2 separate regions of the Zea mays genome follow, and region 1 is linked to region 2. The links are chromatin contacts, called in public Hi-C maps. All regions are on one chromosome and are shown on one strand. Each heading gives the region's core, a stretch centred on a gene start, on an enhancer-like site or on the middle of the called end of the contact. The rest is flanking DNA. Distances are from core to core; before and after follow the strand shown. Region 1 holds the start of LOC100273360 (GDT1-like protein 3). Region 2 holds the start of LOC103642764.

What was found. A called contact is a pair of places that touch in the nucleus more often than the background predicts.
Region 1: a contact with region 2 is called in a Hi-C map of leaf, with 8 times the contacts expected there. The contact joins the promoter of LOC100273360 here to the promoter of LOC103642764 in region 2. A contact is called at or near these places in 5 of 25 Hi-C or Micro-C datasets (bundle sheath, ear, endosperm and 2 more).

What each region holds. Positions count from the first base shown.
Region 1 is chr1:197,589,049-197,596,112 of Zm-B73-REFERENCE-NAM-5.0, reverse strand. It overlaps LOC100273360 (GDT1-like protein 3), which reads left to right and starts at 4,200. Exons shown (of 9, transcript NM_001147799.1): 1 at 4,200-4,404; 2 at 4,514-4,579; 3 at 4,677-4,784; 4 at 4,916-5,014; 5 at 5,133-5,205; 6 at 6,265-6,350; 7 at 6,586-6,669; 8 at 6,914-6,973. The coding sequence starts at 4,318. LOC100277175 reads left to right here. Exons shown (of 3, transcript NM_001346288.1): 1 at 1-47; 2 at 1,398-1,492; 3 at 2,703-2,933. The coding sequence ends at 2,751.
Region 2 is chr1:197,372,153-197,379,215 of Zm-B73-REFERENCE-NAM-5.0, reverse strand. LOC103642764 reads right to left here and starts at 1,341. Exons shown (of 1, transcript NM_001368297.1): 1 at 1-1,341. The coding sequence starts at 1,235. LOC100194223 reads right to left here. Exons shown (of 6, transcript NM_001139264.1): 2 at 3,830-3,897; 3 at 3,435-3,730; 4 at 2,912-2,986; 5 at 2,760-2,822; 6 at 1,608-1,964. The coding sequence ends at 1,884.

The DNA.
Region 1 (7,064 bases), core at 2,951-5,450, 210 kb before region 2:
TCTTCGTCCTCTTCTTCCTCATCGCCTTCTTTCTCTTCAAGGACCTCGTAAGCACCCCACACCAGCCCCGCGTTTCTCTCCCCTGAGCGGCTGAGCTTTTCGGCTTCGTTGGGATTGGGACAGGATCGAGTACGCATGACGCGTTTGCTCAGTTTTGTAACATGTGGCCTCGATTGGTTGAAGGATCCATCGGGAGAGATTAGAATTTCCCCTAGTTAGAGTAATAATTGGCTACAATGGTGGTGTTTTCATCAACGTTAGATCTTCAAACTATGTCAAGCTAGTATAATGGCATACTGCCCGTGCTAATGCTAAGAGCCTATGACAACATTCGTGTGTATGCAATTTAGAACCGAAATAGAAGCAAACCAAAACAACAAAATTGAACTGCCGAAAAAGGAAATATAACTGTTTCAGGTAAGAAAAAAACATTATCCATGCAAATGATGGCGGCAAAACAATCTTGACAATATAAAAACATGATCTGACTCCAGTGATGATTTTTTTAATTGATATCATTATAAAAAAGTAATCAATTGGTATGCATAAAAAATCAATATACCAACAAGGAAAGAGTTTTGTCCAGCATAAATGAATGACTCAGTAAAGTACTAAAGTGTGTAGCTCAAATTAACAGAAGTAAGTTCATAACATGATACAGTTACATGTTTGTTGGTTTCTCCTATAACAGCCCCTTCAAGACTTCTTCCTCCAAAGCTCAATACCTTTAGTTCTAATTTATGGCAAACAAAAAGGAAATTATATTTTGAGCTACTACCAGTCAGCCACTGCCCATATATCACTTGCCCGGTTGACCCTGAAATCTGCAGTCCAACAAAAACAAATAATAAGAAGTATGACAATTGAAAAATGATTATTTGGTGTACATTCGTTGTTTAAATAACTCGCTAATTGCAAAATTTATCCATATAACTTGCTAATTAGGACTTCTTGAGGCCATTGTATTAGGACTTGCTGGACATGTTGTGCGATAGTATTAGGTAGTGCCAGGCCTGCAGTGGCTTTGCGAAGAAATTCAGAAGTTGTTTGTGTCTATATCACCATGTAGCTTTGCATAAAAAACAAGCTTTTAATGTATTACAAAACTGTAAAAAAAGAACTTACCTCAGCACATGCTGGCCACAGGGCAGGATCAGGGTGCGTGACACGATGGTGCTGGGTGGGGAGAGGAGTTGGAGTTGTGTGTTGGGGACATGAGAAGTCGGACGTGGGAGATGGTAGGGGCTGAGGAGGAGGATACAGAGGACCGTGTCCGTTAGATTTGAGTGAGTAATGAGAGAGGACTCAGAGCTGTTTGTTTCAGTTTATAGATTATATATAATGTAGATTATAATTTGTACAGATTATAATCTGTAGATAGTTGTTTGGTTGCGTAGATTATAATCTGTAGGAGAGAAGAACGCTGCACGGTGGGAGAAGGAGACGCTTGTACGTGCGATTTGAAGATAACTGTACGTCCGATTTGGGAAAGGTGAATGACAGACTTTGTAATTTTGTGAACATATAGTGGGTCTTCTACCAAAAATAATCCCAAATAAGCTCCTCTTGACGAGATTATGAAATTATCATAATCTGGGCTTTAGATTATATAATCTGGACCTATAATCTAGGTGTTTGTTTACCTGCCAGATTATTTACGTCAGATTATATAATTTGGGTAGATTATAATCCGAAACAAACAGGGCCTCAGAAGGCATCTAGATGGTTCATTTGTATGCTGTGTTTTTTGGGTACATTTTTTGGTGTGAGTAGAGAGGAGGCTGTATCAGAGGGGAAGGTTTTTCTGGGTAGATGTCACAATGGAAACATCGGTGGTGCTTTATCAGCAGGGTAGATATATTATACAATTGGAAATTCGTGACTGAAAATGTTTGCACCCCTATTATGTAGAGACTTGGTGTAATGACACGTGGGTCCACCTGCGTTCATGAATTGTTTGTGTTTTGGCAGAAACCACTAGTTTTATGCATTGATGTGATGCGGCCATCCACATAATTTGATTCAAAGACCTAGCTATTACCTTGAAGTGATTATTGAGAAACCAGCCTACATCATAGAACCTATAGTAGCTTACTGAAAGCCTGTGGCGGAGCACCCGCTATGGTCAACTATGGCTAGAGCCATACCTAAAAATCATGTTTGGTGTAGTGGTAAGTTCATACTGCTTGCGATTAACAGGTTCTAGGTTCAAGTCCTACTACGTGGTTCTACGTGTTGCATCATGTTTTTCTCTTTTTTTGTCCTTTTTCAGTCATGCCTCATTATTATTTTGTCCTCTGCCACTGCTGAAAGCAAATATTCTCCTCCACACAAATCAGGAAATTTCAGTGTTATTGAATGTCCGGTAGGTGGTAGGATCCATTTCTTCAGAACAGGTAGAATGTAGTATTTTTGTCCACGGTAGGACTTCCTGGCATATGAGTTATGTTCTTTTAGTACAAGACAGCACTTGGAATGTAGATATAATCGTCATGTTTATTTTCATGGTTTGGTCACCCAGATTATTCGGTTTTGAGGCCTAGCTATTGGCCTATTACATTGGCATGGCTCAGTAGGAAATCGTGTTCTTATGTGATTTTGTTACCTCAATACGGAGGAATGCAGTATGATTTTGCAGGTTGTTTTATCTGGTATTTTGGGATTCATGCCTTACACCTATTGTTGGATGAATTTTGCTGCAGATGTCACAGCCTCAATACAATCAGCTATTTGTCAAGAAGCCTGATCTAGATAACCCCTGGCCTTAGGGAGTACAGAACTACATATGTGTATAAGTTGTAGCCTACTAGCCTGGTCTTTTCTTTGAGTTGTGTTGCAAGTACTCTTTGAAGCCCTGTTATCAGGAGCATGTTTTATGATTAGTTAGAGGATTCTCTTCGGTGACGATGAATATATTTAGCTAGTCATTTTAATATTGGTATGTGTGATACTGAGGCTAATGCCGGCAGTTATCGTTCACGCTGTTTATGTGTTGTGAAGTCCAATGAGCTCGGCGAGATGATCATATGATATAAGTGCAGTTCTAAGTGGCATCCAGTGTTTGTAATAGTTGACAGATAATGCTTGCTGGAAGACAAGGTCACTGCGGTATGACTTCAGAGGTTATTTCCAGATTACAGATTTTTGTGCTTTTTCATGACAGACTCTGTAGTTGAAAAATCACGTGAATGTGATTCCTTCGGGCACGGTAAGAACTGGAGCTGTTTTGCCGTGTCTTTGTAACTTTGTTTGCAGAGTATTCTTAGGGGTATTTGTTTGGGATTATATTCTGCTCAGATTATATAATCCAACAAATTTTGAACGAATGTTCGTTCAAAATTTGTTGGATTATATAATCTAGACAAATTATAATCCCAAACAAACATCTCTTTATTTAGCCAAGTCAATTGCAAGGATAAAGAGGTGTATTATAGTGTGTTGTACCTTTGTATGACAGCCTCTTTGGTTGAGTTATATCTACATGTGATTCCTTCGGACACGGTAGGAGCTGGTTCGCCGTGTCCTTTTATCAGTCAAGTCAGTTGCTGGGACAAAGGATGCTGTGCGGGAAATCAAAATGCCGTTTTTTTGGCACGGGATCGACGGATCAGCATAGTTTGGGGGATCCATTTCGCACTCCAAGCAGGAGCAAAGACGTGCCCAAATACCCAAGTCTTTTCTCGTTGACGTTGCGGTAGCTTGGGACTTGGGAGCGACCATCGCCGGACCCGGATTCGTCGCTGGTGCTCACGTGCGTCAACGTCGCTACGTGATATCTGACCTAACGGAGACGTCAGAGTGGTGCAGAAATAAAGGAGAAAGAATCCGTAGAGTAGCAAGTTCGGCAGGGGTTGGCGTACCCCAACTCAATTCAAGTGCTCGACGAGGCACCGGAATTCTACGCTTTTTCTTCGTCAAGGGCTCTCGTGTTCCTAAATCCTAAACCGAGGCTGAAATTTTTACCTACAAGAAGAGAGAGAAGTGGAGGCTGAGTGCAATCGCCAATCGGCGCGTCGGGCCGTCGGTTTGCAGGCTGGACAACGAACGGCACGGGATCCGGGAAGGAAACGCGGAACGGGCAGGGGCCACGCGCTGATCAGCCGCAGGTCCACCTTGGGTTTGGGTTGGGCTGGACCCCTCTTTTCCGTTCCTTTTTAACTCCTCGGCCATCCCGAGCGCACGCGGGTCGCCCGGCTGGCTGCCCCCGCTGCTCTCCTCTCCTCCGAGATCCCGGCACCGTCCTGTCCCGCCGCGCCGACAGCTCCCCGCCCAGACTGCTGCACGCGCGGATCTAGCGTCGCCTTCCGCTCCGCTGCGATGCATATACGCGCCGTCGCCGCCGCCGCCGCACTTGTCCTCCTCCTCGCCCTCTCCGTCCCCGCCCCCGTCTCCGCCGCCGACCAGGTGAGAGCGTTTCCAACCGCGTCCCACGTGCTTCGCCCGTTTCCCTGGAGTCCAGCAAGGCTCGGCTCCGGCGGTCTCACGCTCCGGCTCTCTGCGTTTCTGCTGTCAGGATGCTAATGGCGCTGCCGGGAATGGCACTGGCGTCGGCGCCGACCGCCTGGACCGCCGCACCAAGGTGAGCACGCTGCGTGCCTCGGCTCTGACTTGACTGTATGAGAGAGGACTAGGTTGCTCTGTCACTGAACGCGCCTCCCGTGTGCTCTGCTTCCCAGATGTTCCTCCACCACACGGTGCGCGGGGCCGCGGCCGGGGCGCACGACACGGGGCTGGGGCTCCTCGACGCCTTCTTCGCCAGCCTGTCCATGATCGTCGTCAGCGAGGTGTGGCTACCGGCCTTCCGGGCCACCCGCAGTTCGTGTGTTTGCTTCTGCCGCGCGTATATACGCGCCCTCCAAGCCTTGGTAAATCATAACCTATCTCTGAATGTCTGTGTGTCATCTCCGGGGTGAAGATTGGCGATGAGACGTTCATCATCGCGGCGCTGATGGCGATGCGGCACCCCAAGTCGACGGTGCTCTCGGGCGCACTGTCGGCGCTTGTAGTTATGACGGTAGGTTACATGCTCCACTGAAGCTTTTGGCAGCTCTGTTTGGGGGAAGAAAAACGAAGCTGCTAGTACTTGCTAGTATGACTGATCCTTCTGTGCCTCCGTGGTGTTGCATTCTTAGGTGCTGTCTACTGGACTAGGCAGGATTGTTCCGAATTTGATATCGAGGAAGCACACTAACAGCGCGGCGACAGGTATGGCTTATCTGAATGTCACCTTATTGTGTACTATTGATAAAGGTGATCCAATGTTTAGAGATCCTAGTGGTTGGGGATCAAATCAGGGTAACAGATGGATGGCCCCAATTGAAGCACTGATAAACATATTAACCACTAACACCGATGACTACTTGACCTTCAAGTAGCTGAAGTGGTACACTAGATGTGACATATCTGCATCTAATCAGATCAGAGTTTAGGTGCTACACTTTTTATTCTAGTCCCATAATATAAGGGCGACTCCAATGGCTAGCTATTTCACTGGCTAGATTCACTCTCTTTCTTATGTGGATAGAAAAATGCAGGGAAAACAAGAATAGCTAGCGACGAGCAAATAGATAGGAGATTTCACGTATTCTAAGAAACTGAGTGTATTACGTGTGGGGCCATGTACTAGTGGTAAGATAAATTACTATTTTTATTCTTATCTCAGCTCCACATCAGCTAGCTATTTGAGACAGCTATTGCAGACGCCCTAAGGCGTGCTCTCTATATATATGCATACATCGATGTAGTAGTATAGAGAGAATTAAATACATTTGTTAGTCTTTGAATTAGAGGTGATTATGCCTTATATAGTGGGACGGAGGGAGTAGATATGTATGCTTCAAAGTCAATGCTTGTATATAATTGTAGTGGGTGCAATCATTTGCTAGATTGTTCCATTACCCAAGGACAGTAATAAAAAGGGCAGATCTATTGTCGGAGGCTCCCACATGAATGGAATATGAGGAAAGGGTAAACCGATGCAAGCCTTCCTGTCACAAATGCGGAGAGGCTGCTTCGTCCAATGACAGTAATCATAAGAAAAATCCAAATTTTAGTAACTTGGGCCAAGAAAGGACATTTGCTGCTTGTTTGTGCAACTAATGGCCTTCCAAGGTCTTATCGATGTATATGTACCATTTGGACATGAATATTCTGAAACTTGTGATTCTTAAGATATTGTAACAATCTTGATGTCATATCAGTTCTATAGCATTTACGAGTAGCAGCGCAATCTGATATCTTCTCTTTTGTTGTTTTGTGCTTCAGTCCTCTATGCATTTTTTGGGCTACGGCTCCTGTACATCGCTTGGAGGTCAGATTCCAAGGCATCACAGAAGAAGGAAATAGAAGAGGTATGTGGATTTTTCTTACATCAAATTGTTCACATTTTTCCATGCTAAGCATCAGACCGGTTACAATGTTCGTAGGATATGCCTGTGCTTGAAATATGATATTTAGCTGCTTGTGTCCAGAGTTATTACAGCACCTCATTGTTCAGACTTCAGGCTGCCCATTGGTTGTCAGTAGACTGTTATTTGTCATGTTCCTTTTTCAGACTACGCATCTTTTGTTCCTTGACATATACAGGTAGAGGAAAAGCTGGAAGCAGGCCAAGGGAAGTCAACATTTCGACGTGTTTTCTCGAGATTCTGCACTCCTATTTTCCTGGAGGTAGGTCCCCCCTTGCCTTTCTCCTCATCTACACTTTTTTTTTCTCTCTGAAACCTGCATTTACAGGCTTCTGACTTTGTGATGGATTGTGAGATCTTGTGCTATCATTTGCCTTCTTTCCGAGGATGTAGAATCCTTTCTGACACTGCATGTTTCTGTTAACACTAGCTTCCTGTATGATGCTGCAGCAGTGCCAAGTGTATCCCTCGCTTTCTGTATGACGTATTTGACTTTCGATTTCCAGTCATTTGTGTTGACCTTCTTGGCGGAGTGGGGCGACCGAAGTCAGATAGCTACAATAGCGGTACGGTTCAATTCTCCCTCTTCAAACTGGATTTTCCAGCTCTCTTTCTTGCTCATCCAACCTCCATAACCGAACTCGAAGCATGGTCGTC
Region 2 (7,063 bases), core at 92-2,591:
GAAATCCTCACTGGAGACATGTCAGATGAGGATCGCCCTTTTCCCCACAAGAAAGGGGGCTCATCCTGATTGAGTTCAATCTCAAGCTCCTCCACTTCTTCCTCCTGATAAAGCATCCCCTCCTCATCCTCATCCAACACCGGGTAGTTCTTGGCATCTAACACCCCCGCCGCGATCAGCTGCTTTACCTCCCACCTCTCCGGCGAGGTCATCCGCCTAGTTGGTCTGCGCGTCGGAGGACCAGCCTTGTCGTCGTCGTCCTCATCGGAAACGAAAATCCCAGAAACCCCCTTCTTCCTCCCGGCGGGTCTGGGGCGATCAGCTGGCGGATTTGCCCTCGGCGCGTCCTCCTCCGCAGGGTGCGGACGCCGCATCGGATGGAGACCCCTCTCGGTATCCTGATCGATGTCTAGCATCGACAGCCCCAGCTTGGCGCCGTCCACCGAGACGACCTTGACGAAAACTTCCTGGCCGAGCGTGACGGTAGCGCCGGCGCGGCCGCGGCCGCGGGCGGGCATCTGGGAGACGTGCACGAGCCCCTCGCGTCCGCCGTCGAGGCGAACGAAGCATCCGGCGTTGGCCACCCGGGTGACCCTCCCCCGGCGCACCTGGTGCAGCCCCGGCTCCTGGTCCTCGTCCTCTCCCGCCGCCTTGTCCACGCGCCCCCGGGCACCAGCGCCACGTGAGGCGGGGGGAGCGGGGGCGCTGTCCGGGATGGCGGTGATGACGGCGTGGAGGGAGCGGACGAGGTAGTCCGGCAGCTCGGCGCCGTGGTCCCTGAGCGCGGCGGCGAAGGCGGCGGCGGAGGCGGAGGCGCGGCCTAGTTCGACGACGAACTCGGCGAGGACGCGGTCCGCGACGCCGAGGTGGGACTCCAGCTCCGAGCAGACCTTGGAGACAAGCGAGAGCTGCGTGAGCCGACGCATCCCCTCGCCCACCGCGCCTGCGCCGGTCGCCGCCGCCATAGCCATGCGCGGCGCACGGGGTTGGGCGCACGGCAGGGTCGGTGCTTGTGCTGCACAGGAACGGGGAAGGACGGGACGGACGGAACGGTGGAAGGAAGGCGGTGCGGTGCTCGGCCTGCAGGTGTCAAAAGGCGGCCCACAGGCCAGAGATATATGTGGTGGATCTGTCCGTGTTGCGCGTCGGCGTCCGAGACGGGCCGCTGCAAAACGATCCAAAACGAAACACCCTCGCTCGTACGCACGCACGTGACTACAACGTGAGAGAGACATAAGAAACAGGGACGAGAGAGGCACAGCCGCACAGGAAGCCGACCAGTCCGCCGGCGATGGACCAGCTGCCTTCCTCGAGTTATCCCCAAATCAAAGGAAAATTATCTCCTCTTTTGGAGACGACTCTATCCCGTTGTCATTATCACGTTTTAGTTCAACAATAAAATAGCCGACAACAAATACATTTTATAAAATAAAACAAAGAGAAGATGAAAATAATCATATACTATATTTTCATATTAAACCTGTTTGGAGACATAAATGTTGCCTGTTATTTTTCTGTGAACTTAGTTAAACTCAAGCATTTCTCTGTGAACTCAATTCTTTTTGGATGGATATGCAGACGGTGAGACGCAAGAAGCAAGAATTGGGTTTGCCGGACAAGGGGAAACAATCCCCAAGGCATCATCATGAATTAACACCCAATGATCAACAAATATTCCGGAGATCACAGAATAGGAGGGACATCAACAATCAGTTGGTTGCCTTCAACTACCAACATCACGGAGTTCTCTACTTATACACCGCATCAGCCTTGATGGATAGGAATCTTGCTCGTCAGTGGAGTTAACTCTGCAGGTCGATGATGCACTTGCACATATCCAAGATCAACAAGTTGTCTAGCTACCACACAAGCTTAAAGATGCCTCAACTGGTACTGGTAGGCAATGACTTCGAAGACTTGTTCTTTCTGTGAGCCAATGCTGATAGTATCTTTTTCCTGGGACCCTGTAAACATGAAACAAATGAAAGAATATCCACAATAATCCATCAATCCTAAGTAGATTGGAATCAAATGATCGCTGGGTAATAATGCAATCAGAGATGGAACCAGAACATAATGGACATTGCTTCCATTTTTCAGCTGTGCAAATAAGGGATGCATATCACAAAGAGAAATCAATATTTTCCATTGACGCGGCAATAGCTGGATGTACTATGAATGTGGGGCTTAGCTGAAACACTGACTGGACATATCTTTAGTGCCTACTTCCTACATTCCAAATTATAGCTCACTTTGGTTTTGTTCTAAGATAAACTTCTCTAACTTTGACCCAAGGCTTTAAAAAAGTGCACCAGTATCTACAACACCAAGGTAGTTTCATTCAATCCTTCATGAAATATGTTATCATAGTGCATTAATTTTGAAATTGTGGGTAATAATATATTTTTCAAAAAAACTTGGCCAAAGTTAAATAAGTTTGACTTAGCCCAAAGCCAAAGTGAACTAATAATTTCAACCGAAGGGAATATGTTTTCTCTTTAGAGCATCTGGTTTAAATTTATGACAACCGCAGAGAAAACGCACAGCGCCAACTAATCAGGTCATTCTAATCCCGTTTGCCAATCAAAGTTACTTCTCGTTAGCCAAACTGGGACTAAAAGTATGGATAAGTGGCGGTCTGATCAAATTCTACCACCTTAAATATATACATATTGCTTCAACCCAGAGGTCTCTTGTTTAAGCAGAGATAAGCATGCTAACCAACTTGGGGAAAGAAAAAGGCAAAGTCCTTGCAGTACCATTGGAATTCCTAAAGACTTCATATCTTCTTCATTCATGTAAACCAATGCTTTCATATCAACCTGAAAGATGAATATCCATTAACAATATTTAAGGTCACCACTCACCAGTCACACCCACAATACAAAATTGCAACATATATCGAACGTGCCTCTTCAGCCTGGAAATTTATCAAATACTTCTCTAGATCAAGAGACTTCAGTAAACTGTCAAGCGAAGCATCAATCTGCACATATCGAAGAAAGGGAACAATTTATTACAGCATTGAATTGAATGTTTATGAAGACCAAATTCCATTCAGGAATTTAGACACAACAGTGCCAGCAAGGGACTAGACAAATGAAACTTTGGAATTCAAACATGCTAAAGAGCTAGAAGATTAATCATGCACTAGATCGAAATTTCCTTAGGAATTCGAACATGCTAAAGGTCTAGAAGATTAACCATGCACTAGATCAAATTTAGAACCAAAGGTTGTACAAACATCAAAGGGACTCCAACATCAAATGGTCATGTAGTCCATTATATTCACAGGACAGCACCACAGCAAATGGAAAATAAGAAAAATGATGGTACAATGTTTCCCATTCCAGAAGAACAAATAGTGGAACCACAATAACCGATCAGGATACAATCTTGTAGGAAAACACAACATAGATCCTCAACCATCTCACCTTGTTCTGGGATTGCTTTGGTAATGCAGATGGTGCTGGTACAGGTGCAGGTGCACTGGGTTTCTTGATGTCAGGAGGGGCAGTAGTTGGAGCGGGGTCTCTCTTTTGAACAGGTTTGTTGCTCTTAATAACCTCTTTTACAGGTTTTGGGACCTGAACAGTACTGCTAAGTTGAGGGCGCTGGCTCGCGACACCAGATAACTTTCCACGAAGATCTGAAACTGGTAATTTCTTCACAACCTTTTGCTGCACTTGGGATTTTTTGTTCGATTCCAGATTTCTGGAAGTAGGTTCAGCTAAAACATACACAGTAGAAGCAACAACCTAATGGTAAATTATCAGAAGGAAAGCAGGAATAAAGGCATGTTCAGAATTATTCGAACAATGGCCCTTACATGAAGTCTGAGTTCCTCTAGAATCCTTATAAAGCTCACGTCTCCATGTCCCATCATCCTGGCAAAACCTGAAAAATCCCGGCAGAGATGATATATATAAACAATAACAATAAGATTATTCTCCTTCTTAATAACATGAGATATCTGACTTAAACGATCACATCAGCATTCGTAATTCTCGGAAAGTAAAACGCAACAGTCAGTCAAAGCATTGCATGGTTAAGGCTGCAATAAGAAGTTACAGTCGGTGTACAAGAGCCTGTTTGGACCATGCATGTACATACTGTTCCGGTACCAGCCAGAATGGCTGGAATGCTACGTAACAGTGAAGAGACTGACACGGCCAAAGCAGTATCCTGTACCGGCCAGAACTCTGGCCATTTTCCCGATTGTTCCAGCTGTTCTGGGTGGAATCTTCCGGTTCTTGGTTTAACCTGGCAGTCTGCCACAACATCTCTTGTAATGTGTAGTGACTCCTGAAAGCCATCCTCTACTCTTGCAACAAACTCACCCTAGGATAGGGTTGGGTGATGATATATTAATAGACTTGGGATAGTTGGGCCAGGCCCATTACAAGGGGGCGAGAGGGGAATTACAAAGGGGAAGCCCCAAACCCTAATAGGTATTCTAACACCCCCCCCGGCAGTCGCAACTCTAACCTGTACAGATGTTGAGACTGGACCGAAAGTCTAGGAATACACTCGTCGGTAACCTCTTGGTGAAGATGTCGGCGAACTGCAGCGTGGTGGGGACGCTGAGAACCCGAACGTCACCTACAGCGACACGCTCGCGGACAAAGTGCAGGTCGATCTCCACATGTTTCGTGCGCTGATGCTACACGGGATTGGTGGAGAGGTAGACGACGCTGGCGAGGGTGGCGCGCTGAAGGGGGCTGTGGAGCTCGTGGAGGAGCTGGCGCATCCACGAGGCCTCCGCCACGTCGTTGGCCACAGCGCGGCACTCGGCCTCTGCGCTGGAGCGGGAGATGACGAGCTGCCGCTTAGCGGCCCATGAGACGAGGTTGGCACCCAGGAATACGGCATAGCCGGAAGTGGACCGGCGCGTGTCGGGGCAGCCGGCCCAGTCAGCGTCGGTGTAGACCACGAGCTCCGACGTCGGGAATAGTCGGAGGAGCAGACCGTAGTCGAGGTAGCCGCGGAGGTAGTGCAGGATCCGCTTGAGAGTGGTGAGGTGGGGCTCCCTTGGGGTGTGCATATGAAGGCACACCTGCTGAACGACGTAGGCGATGTCGGGCCGGGAGAAAGTGGGGTACTGAAGCGCGCCGGTCAAGCTCCGGTAAGACGTCGCGTCGGCGACCGGGGGCCCGTCGTCCTCAGAGAGCTTGCCTGAGTATCGACAGGCGTGGAGCAGGGCTTGCAGTCGTACATGCCAGCCCGCTCCAGGATGTCGATGGCGTACTGGCGCTGGTGCAGAAATAGACCCTGGGGCCGACGTTCGGCGGTAATGCCGAGGAAGTGATGCAGGGGCCCCAAGTCCTTCATCGCAAACTCCCGTTGGAGGGCGATGATCGTGCGTTGTAGGAGATCGGCGGTGGATGTCGTGAGGACAATATCGTCGACATAGAGGAGGAGGTAGACGGTGTCCTCGCCCCGTCGGTAGATGAAGAGTGACGTATCCGACTTGGCCTCGACGAAGCCGATGGAGGCTAAGTAGGAGGCGAAGCGGCTGTACCAGGCTCGCAGCGCCTGCTTGAGGCCGTAGAGGGAGCGATTCAGCCGACAGACCAGATCCGGGTGAGCGGCGTCGACGAAGCCGGTGGGCGCCAGCAGTAGACAGTCTCCAACAAAGTGCCATGGAGGAAGGCGTTCTTGACGTCGAGCTGATGGATCGCCCAGTTCCAGGAGAGGGCGAGGGAGAGGGCGAGGGACGGTGGCGAACTTGACGACGGGGCTGTAGGTTTCGTCATAGTCCACTCCGGGGCGCTGGGTGAAGCCCCGAAAGACCCAACGGGCCTTGTAGCGGTCGAGGGAGCCATCCAAAATCAGCTTGTGGCGAAAGAGGCACTTGACGGTGACCACATGGGTGCCAGGAGGACACGGCACCAGGTCCCAGGTGTGGTTGGCCAGCAGGGCCGCGTACTCCTCCTCCATAGCCCAACGCCAGTGTGGGTCAGCCAGGGCGGTGCGTACCGTGGAGGGAACCGTGGAGGCGTCCGATGGAGTAGTGGTCGTATCGGTGACCAAAATAAGCCGGTCGACAGGCCGAAGGGCCCCGGCAACGCGACGAGTCACCATCGGGTGGACGTGCACGGGGTCGTGGTGAATGGCGACCGGGTGGTAAACTAACGGCTCAGAACGGGCCGCCAGGACGTTGGGGGCCGCGTGCGTGGCCGGCTCGCGACGGTGATAGACGATGGCGGGGTCGGCGAATCGGGCCGCACTCGTCGAGGGGCCCGGGTCCGTGGGCGCCGAGGGAGGGGCGCTCCTGCGGCGGTGGTAGACGAAGGCAGGATCGACAAAGCGAGTGGCGCTCATCGACAGGGGCACACAAGGCGCGGGAGGAGTCGACGTGGCCGCGTGTGGCGCAGGCGAAGTCGACGGGGCCGCGCGTGTTGCAGGCGTGGTTGACGGAGCCACCCGTGTCGCGGGAAGAGGCGCGCGCGGTAGCGTCGAGGCCACGCATGGCACATGTGGGGTCGACGAGGCCGCGCGTGGCGCAGGTGGGGTCGACAAGGTCGCGCGAGGCACAAGAAGAGGCGCGCACGGAGGTCTCGGAGCCATGCGTGGCGCGAGTGACGGCGCAAGGCGGGGCGCCTAGGGTCGAGGGGGAACCTGATCGGACTCAAGGAGGGAGTCAAGATCGGTGGGTGGGGAGGAGCCAGCAAGGGGAAACACATCTTCGTCAAAAGCGACGTAACGAGAAATGAGTATGTGGTGGGTGACGAGGTCAAGACAGCGATACCCCTTGTGGTCCGGGGAGTAGCCGAGGAAGAGGCGGCGAGTGGAGCGAGGAGATAGTTTATGGAGAGCGGTGGCAGAAGTGTTGGGATAGCAAGCACAGCCGAACACGCGAAGGTGGTCGTAGGAGGGGGTTGTGCCATACAAAGCAAAATGGGGAGTGGGGTGGCTCACCGCCTTCGAAGGGAGGCGGTTGAGGAGATGTGTGGACGTGTGAAGGGCCTCCGCCCAGTACTCCCTCCGTTTCTTTTTAGTTGTCGCTGGATAGTTCAATTTTGCACTATCCAGCGACAACTAAAACGAAACGGAGGGAGTA